Linked DNA regions of Danio rerio: region 2 is linked to region 1. A link is a contact called in public Micro-C data. All regions are on one chromosome and are shown on one strand. Each heading gives the region's core, a stretch centred on a gene start, on an enhancer-like site or on the middle of the called end of the contact. The rest is flanking DNA. Distances are from core to core; before and after follow the strand shown. Region 1 overlaps rerea (arginine-glutamic acid dipeptide (RE) repeats a). Region 2 has its middle 76 kb from the start of samd11.

What was found. A called contact is a pair of places that touch in the nucleus more often than the background predicts.
Region 2: a Micro-C map of caudal fin shows a contact between it and region 1, with 4 times the contacts expected there. The contact joins two enhancer-like sites. A contact is called at or near these places in 3 of 18 Hi-C or Micro-C datasets (caudal fin, hematopoietic stem cells and an unstated tissue) and 1 of 4 datasets of contacts at active chromatin or transcription factors (caudal fin).

The regions. Positions count from the first base shown.
Region 1 is chr23:25,707,856-25,712,466 of GRCz12tu, forward strand. The region is part of intron 2 of rerea (arginine-glutamic acid dipeptide (RE) repeats a); the gene reads left to right. Among named protein-coding and RNA genes, the nearest start is that of rerea, 81 kb to the left of the region's middle. Within about 2 kb of position 3,001, at least 11 of the 62 cell types and tissues checked have an H3K27ac peak or open chromatin away from gene starts, as enhancers often do. A contact at or near this core is called in caudal fin, where this site is marked.
Region 2 is chr23:25,881,222-25,885,551 of GRCz12tu, forward strand. No RefSeq gene overlaps it. Among named protein-coding and RNA genes, the nearest start is that of samd11, 76 kb to the right of the region's middle. Within about 2 kb of position 1,715, at least 26 of the 62 cell types and tissues checked have an H3K27ac peak or open chromatin away from gene starts, as enhancers often do. A contact at or near this core is called in caudal fin, where this site is marked.

The DNA.
Region 1 (4,611 bases), core at 1,751-4,250:
ACATGTGAAAACTATCATTTCTGATTTACATCATATAGATGACTTTTTTCAGAATTCAGAGAGTTTACGTCTTGCAATTCTGATACTCCCCCCTTCAGATTTCTAAGACTACATTCCACAACTCCTTTTTTTTTTGGGATCACGTCACATGCTCATTTTCTTTTCTACAGCAAAAAGCTACCACATGGCAGAAACAGACTTCCAGTCATTTTTCTGAATCACATTCTGTCTTCAAAAGAAACACAAAAGAAGATCAGTTATTAAATCGGTTGGGCGTAGTATTGTTTTGCACACATTTGACTTTCGTTCGATAGAAAAAAGCACTTCAAAATACTTCCACAGAAGAAACAAAGACGTGTTTGTAATTGGTGAGGTGACCGAATAGCGAACTCCCCCTTTAAATGTCTTGTTTTCAAATTAAAGACAGCTTTCCCATGTCTCCCCTCACATTGCCACCGAACACGGCCCATCACATATCATTTCTAAAGCGATAACATGCAGATATGCGAGAAATCCATTGTGACATGAGGACAGGCTACGGAGACACTTGTCATGATGTCTTTGCTTGAGATTTTCACAATCGTTCACGAGCCCACACACACACGACTGCCCTAAATGCATGCTGACTTCAGCGTTGGAAAGATGTCAGCGTTCAGGATGATTCAGTGCCCCAGCGGAGCGACTGTGACACCGTTTCACTCAGCTAGGCTCGTGTAGCTGGTATTGTGGGGTTTGTTTTCCACCATCTGGAGGAATGTACCTGCGGTAAAAGGGAGAACAATGCTCCCTCTGTACTTCCTGCGAGTGCTTTCGGGGCAGAACTTCTAAGAGAGACTGGTTTTGTTATCATTCCTCGCCATTCTCCTGTGACGGGCGTTACGAGGGCGCGCAGAGGGTGCAAACCTGACAGCGAGATCTTAGGACGGGGCGAGAGAAGTGCGAAAATCACACCTTGCCAATTGAGCATGATCTCATCTGCATTTGAATGGTTTTCCAGCTGGTAAGCGCAGCCTTGGGCAATGATGACTGCTGAAACAACAGTGAGAGATGCTGCTGAGAGCATTTACTGTCTGACAATAGCCTTAATGCTTTGCTTTAAGCTCTTCAGCTTTTAGATGTTAATGCAGCAGAGGAATACTTTATTTATTTTTTGCTTTTTAAAAATAATTGCTTGCAAATATTTTCAATCGCACATGCATTGTACATTAGGGCTGTGCAATTAATTTAAATCAAATGATAATCATGATTTGATACATAATCACACACAATCATAATCAAATCACATTTGAAACATTGCAAATCGTAGGACACTGTCAAAAATGTTGTGTTTCACACAATTAATTTGTGTTGGGACAACATGAAGGAATTAAGTTAACTTATTAATTTTCACAAATTTAAGTGGATTGAACATAAAACAATTCAATTAAGTTTTTGTTGCCAGTGCCTTTAATGTTGGTTCTCCCCATCCACCATTCCCACTTGCCTGTCAGAGTGTGCCTCAATCTCCGCCAGATAAACAGTATAGTGACTTGTAGCAAATCTGACGTAACGTTTGTGAGAAATACTACAGTAAGAACTTTCCCAATGATTATTTGATGTATTTGTTGTGGAGTTAATTCAAGCCTTTCGATGAGTCACACACAATGTTGTTACAAAGTTCATTCACACACAGTAACACGCGTTTCATTTTGTTTTCAGTTTTTGCACGGCAAATGTGACAGTACACGCGTTAATATCCACTGCTGTATGGATATCTGTTATGTTAATGTACAAAAATAAACCTAATTTGACATCCACAAACAGCAATTGAAGCGTCTTCTTTTACAATTGTACTGACAAGCGGCTGTGGTGATAAATTACAGCAATTTTTACCATTTTTAACCTACTTTATTACCACCATGCACTGTTTTAAAAATGTTTAAACTTGTAAAACTCATTCTTGATCACATTTGATGGTGATTGATGACCATAGAGAGCTGAACAGATCTTTTAATCTCAGTTGCTTTGCGCACGTTCTGTCTTGTTGATATAATTATACATGTTAGTACTGAGACTATGTTAATACGTGGCTGTCAATCAATTCAGTTGGCGGGGAAACCTCACTCAAACGTCACATTGGGGTAGGCCTTAAAATGGAAGGGATTTGGATCCTATTTTAATGTCAGGAAATTTAAATAAAGAGGCTTATTGTCTTTTCATCAACCCAATATGACTGGACATACTATACATACACACAGTTCTGTCCAAACACCTTACAAAAGAAGCTTTTCATCCTAAGTACCCTTTAATATTTGCATGTGCAGTATGGGAAGAACATTCCACAGTTTATGCGGGGCCCCAATATTGGAAAAAAAATCTTGTTAAAATCTTAATTGTTATAGACAGATTTTACAACATATGATAAAAAAAGTTATAAAAGAGCTATATGATTATTATAGGCTTCTTGGCATTGGTCGGGGCCACCGAATTCCCCGGGGCCCTAAGTGGCTGCTCACCTTGCTTATTAGTTAATTTCACCCCTGTCTACATGCTTTGTATATAGGCTATATTTATAAAGTAAGTTTATCAAATAGGGTTAGGTTTTGCAATGGAGTTAATCTTCTCCCAAATTGCACAGGCCTAGTTTACATTGCTTATTGTGTTGCGATTTATTGGACATTTCCGTCCACCGTACTTTATGTGGCAGCGCACAATATGTAAGAGTTATATGTGGTTTGTTAGTCACCCAAAGCATCTTGTTCTGTTTTGGGCATGGCTGATGGTAGCAACTTGGCATTGGCTTCTGCAGTGAGAAGTAAACAATGAATCACCAGCAGCAGTAGTTTGAGAATTTCCCACTGCTGTAAAAGTCATCAAACTCCACATTCCAGGACGACATGAATGCATGTTACTGCTTTTATAACCTCCAGGAGAATTTTGTGTGGGGTTTTGTTTGCTGAGACTGCTGAGGAGCTGTGGTGCGATTGCTCATACTGTCCATCGGGTGGCAGAGTGAAAGACTGCTGTCGTGTAAACGTGCCTTCTCGCATGGCAGACACTGGCAGCTTGAGCTAATGGATCTGGACAGCAGAGCTTAAAGCAACGTCCTCCATTCACTTCCTTTTTGTTGAACCCTTTTAGAATCAGTGGCATTACAGAAAGAGATCCAAGTGTGATCTTTTAAAAATAGAAACATTTTCCTTAAAAAAATGTGTAAAATGTATCTATACTCAATTGTCACTGCTTCTGATCTAAACATCATCATCTTTTATTTATTCTCCTTAGACAAGTTCATCTAGAGATATTTTCGACACATTTTTGAACATAATAGTTTTTTAATAAGTAATTTCATTTGTCTTTGACATGTTGACCGTACATATTTTTCTAGTTATTTTACAAGATATAAAAGTCAGCTTAAAGAAAAATGTAAAGACTTAATTAGGTTATCTATGCAAGATAGTAATATTAAGATTCATTTGAATGCCAAGCTCTGTATTCTTGGTTTGTATCCTATGGAGCTTACAATTGGAAAGACAAACATTTTGGATTTAGGTTTTTTTTTTTTTTTTTTTCAAGCTAGAAGGGTTATTGCATTATATTGGAAACATATGGATGCTCCATCCATAGAATTGTGGGGAAAAAAAAAATTGGACCCGAGAGACTAACTTATATCATCAAAGGCAAGCAGAAAGACTTTGACTATCTTTGGAAACCATATATGACTATTATGTAAATTATGTGTTTGTAAACAATTATATTTAGTTTTTTTATTGTATTATTTTTTTGTTATTTTGTCTATCTATTTTTCAGATTAAATTAATTGAATTTATTTATTTATTTTTTTACTTTTTTTAGTTATGTCAATTAAATGTGTATATGTATATGTATATGTGTATATAGAACGCTGTGGATGTGTGCTGTTTTGTAGGCTGCATCGTTATTGTTTGGTTAGTTTGGGGGGGGTAGGGGGTGGAAGGAAAACAAATAATGAACATATTTGGAAAAAAAACTATGCAAGATAGGTTGATTAGGCAAGTCGTTGAATCGAAATAATTATTTCCTAAGGGGGTTTCACATTTCCGGTTTTCTCAGTTGGGGAAGGTGTCTAGGTAGGCCTAGAGCGCAGTGAATCGGCGAGCACAACAAATGTTTTTTTTACAATCTTATTTGCTGAAATAATAAAAGAAAAACTCCCCAATGGTGTTATCAAGACGTTCAGAAAAAGGAAAAAAGTTGTGTGAGACTGATGAAGGCAGGCAGAGGAGAGAACAAGGTCAGATTTACTCAGCCCCAGATGCTGCATTAAAAATACCACGCACAAGTGGTAATTTGTTTTTTGTAATTTGACGCAAAGATGCTATAATACATTCATAAATGCATCTAATTTATTCATTTATTTATTTATTTATTTATTCATTCATTTATTTATTTACTTATTATTTTTTCAGTTGGTTTATTTATTTATATGTGTCTTGATTCACCTTTGCATACTTATTGAAGGCCTCAGAAAATAGGGAAGGGTGGGAGATGGGTGGGATGGTGCATATAAGGGGGTAGAAAAGTGTAAGATTTTTTTTTTTTATTTAAGAGTTCTACTGTTTTCTTTTTTTTTTTTTTTGGTTAATATATATT
Region 2 (4,330 bases), core at 465-2,964, 170 kb after region 1:
CCGGCATCCTGGCCAAATTTCCCCACTGGCCTCTGTCCATCATAGCATCCTAACCACCCCCACCTGTGTCTAGAAAATATATATTTGTATTATAAATGTAAGGAATTATTATTACCATATCCATTGTGGATCAAATTTTAACATTGACTCAATATTCATTATTTGGTCAGTACATCAGAAGGTACTTCGAAAATAATACATTGATTTGTTGTCAAAATTTAATTGACTCCACATAAACCGACACAAGTCAAAATCCACTTGAAACTTAAACAGTTTGAATTTTAAAAAGTGAAATTAAAGCTTCTATCTGACAAGCAGCATAATTTTATACACAAAAAAAGATTTAAGATCAAGATTATAAAATAATGGGCAACTATTAACAGGCGATCTGCACTAAGAATGTTACTATTAAACAGAAGAAGAGAGGCATGGCATGCTGCTTTTTAGCATGTTTCAATGGTGGCTCATGGTTTCAGCATTCTGTTAAAAATGTCTTCTGTGTTCACTGTTAGTTTGATTGAACTTGCATCCAAAAGCAGTTTTGGAACCAGCATATCAAGAGTAAGTAGTTTAGAGTTGATCAACTGAATGGCATAGTGATAAGTGCATTGACACATGCACTCTGGTGCCCACAGTGACCCGAGTTCAATTCCCACCTCAAGGTCCTATGCCCATCCTTTCACTTTCTCTGCTCCCCTTAATTTCCTGTCAATTCTCTCTACTGTCCTATCCAATAAAGGTAAAAACCCTGAAAAAATAATTCAAGAAGAAAAAAAGAGGTAATCAACCGAGAGTTTTGGGGTTCAACACATGGTAAGTTACATTTACTTTCTGGAATACACACCTGGAAAATTGAACTGATGTATCAGATATGATGCAGATCACCCATGTAGAAATCTGATAAATAGCATTGGCAATATTTAAATGATATGACATACAGGTCCATATTTGGATTTCACATACTGTATATGAAATTTCATATTTAACATATACCTTAAAATATTACAAATATTTCCATATTTTTTGACCATTGGGATTACAAATATATTTAATAAACATACAAAATTATAGCTATAATTTAAGCTATAATTAAAGTTGCACATGTTGCTAAATATTTGAGAACGTTTGTATGTCAAAATCCAAATATAAATATGCATGCAATTTGCATATATTGCCATATATCAGATGTCTGTAATGGTGTGGGGGTATTTTCTCAGCACATTCTTGTGTGATGATGGCTAAATGTGATGTCACAAAGCTCAAATCATCTCAATTTTTTCTTAAACATGACAAGAAGTTTACTAAACTCAAATGTAAGCATAGCGTAATTTCAAATGAGCAAAGAGTGCCTACATTTCACTGACTTTTTGCGTTTTACCTGTTACTTAAGATTTATACTCGTACATATGACAAAATAAGTGCTTCCGCATCCTCAGACAGTCAACCTAAAGGTCTCGCAGCACAATTTAAAAATCTGTCAGCGCGTCTGCAATTTGTTCCTGTTTCTGTCTGGATAGCTTGAGGGCACGAGCATTTCAGCGTGACGAGAAAACTTGGAAGTGCTTTGCTCTTCAAAGAGGCCATCTTGAAGCAGCCAGAAACACACAGTAATGATTTGTCTTCTCTCTCTGGCGGCGGGCTAGCGTGTGTGCAGTCACCGAGTCTTATTAGCAGCTGCTGTTGTTGTGCGTCCCTGTGGTGTTAGTGGCCGTGTGTGGACTAGAAGGGCTTAATGATATCCCGCTCGCACATTCCTGTCATTGCAGATCTCCATTCCCTCATGCTCTCTGCGGTACTGGATTCACATTTGGCCGGCCCTGTGCATTCCACACCAGTCTCTCTCTTTTCACCCTCCCTTCTTTTTTTATCTGATCATCCTTTTTTCTGTCCGTGTTGCTGCCGGTCTCTTTGCTGGATTACACTGTTATCCTCGGAGATATATGAAATCTCCATTTCACACTTATCCTCTGTGGCAGCTGTCCAGAGACTCAAACATTTGCTTTGTGATGGTGTCAGTAATAACTTAAGCTTCTTTGGGCCACCTGCAGCCTCTCATATGTACATTAGGAGGTTTTCGTGTACTTACAGTAAAGCAACTTTTGATCACTTTTACATGACGAACACAGCACAATGTTGATATCTTATTACATTATATTTATAAAATTTTTTCAACATTTTTATGTCATGCATTTATGTCATGAATTGGAATTGGAACAATCATATGTCTGGAAAGTAAATTTGACATGACAGTGTAAAATATACATGGTTGAAAGAAAATTACAGTGCATCGGGAAAGTATTCACAGCACTTCACTTTTTCCGCATTTTTATGTTACAGCCTTATTCCAAAACAGATTAAATTGATTAATTTCTTCAAAATTCTACACACAATACCCCATAATGACAATGTGAAATAAGATTTTTTGAAATTGTTGAAAATGTATTAAATAAAAAGCTGATAAATCACATGTACAGAAGTATTCACAGCCTTTGCTCAAGACTTTGTTGATGCATCTTTGGCAGCAATTACAGCCTCGAGTCTTTTTGAATATGATGCCTCAAGCTTGGCACACCTGTCTTTGGGAATTTTTGTCCATTCCTCTTAGCAGTACCTCTCAAGCTCTATCAGGTTGGATGGAAAGCGACAATGTACAAGCATTTTCAAATCTCTCCAGAGATGTTCAATAGGATTTAGGTCTAGGCTCTGGCTGGGCCACTCGAGGACATTCACAGAGTTGTTGTGAAGCCACTCCACTGATATTTTGGCGTTGTGCTTTGGCGCATTGTCCTGCTGGAAGATAAACCGTCACCCCAGTCTGAGGTCAAGAGCACTCTGAAGCAGGTTTTTACTTCAGGATGATTCCCTCTATCCTGACTAGTCTTACTGTTCATGCTGCTGAAAAAAATCCCCACAGCATGATGCTGCCACCACCATCCTTCACTGTAGGGATGGTATTACCCTGGTGATGAGCGGTGCCTGTTTTTCCCAAACGCAATGCCTAGCATTCACTACAAAAAGTTCAATTTGGTCTCATCAGACCAGAGAATTTTATTTCTTATTGTCTGAGAGTCCTTCATATGCCTTTTGGCAAATTCCAGATGGGGAGTGGCTTCTGTCTGGCCACTGTACCATACAGGCCTGATAGGTGGATTGCTGCACAGATGGTTGTCCTTCTGTTAGGTTCTCCTCTCTCCACAGAAGAATTCTGAAGCTCAGACAGAGTGGCCATCAGGTTATTGATCACCTCTCTGACCAAAGCCCTTTTCCCCGATCTCTCATCTAAAACGGCCGGCCAGCTCTAGGAAGAGTCCTGTTGGTTCCAAACATCTTCTACTTATGGACGATAAAGGCCACTGTGCTCATCTGAACTTTCAGAGCAGCAGAAATTTTTCTGTAACCTTCCTTAGCCTTGTGCTTCGGGAAAATCCTGTCTCCGAGGTCTACAGACAATTCCTTTGTGTTCATGCTTGGTTTGTGCTTTGACATGTACAGTCAACCCTGGGACGTTATATAGGTGTATACCTTTTCAAATCATGTCCAATCAACTGATTTTACCACAGGTAAACTCCAATTAAGCTGCTGAAACATCTGAAGAATGATCAGTGGAAACAGAATGTACCGGAGCTCAATTTAGTGCTTCACACCAAAGGCTGTGAATACTTCTGTACATGTGATTTAAATTTTTTTTTTCTTTAACAAATTTGCAACAATTAAAAAAAAATTCATATTGTCCTTGTGGGCTATTTTGTGAAGAATTTTGAGGAAATAAATTAATTTAATCCAATTTGGAATACGGCTATAACATAAAAAATGTGGAAAAAGTTCAACTCTATGAGTATTTTCCGGATGCACTGTTATGTACACTTTTGCTAAATTAGTTTCAAGCTACACTCACCTGCCACTTTATTAGGGGTACCTTGCCCACCTTACTAATACTGGGTTGTACCCCCTTATGCCTTCAGAACTGCCTTAATGCTTCATGGCATAGATTCAACAAGGTACTGGAAATATTCCTCAGAGATTTTGCTCCATATTGACTTGATAGCATCACGCAGTTGCTGCAGATTTGTTGGCTGCACATCCATGATGCGAATCACCAATTCCACCACATCCCAAAGGTGCTCTATTGAATGTGTATCCACTGTTGGTTATAATGTGAAGTAAATCCACACTTTTGAAGTGTTAACAAACACTTGAGCAACAGCAAAACTATCATGTACCCCAACATTGTTATGTTTCATCTTACCATCAGATAACATTGTTCACACTTGCCTTTAAATCTACACGTCTACTTTGTACACCCATGACATCATTGATTTCAAAAGCTCTT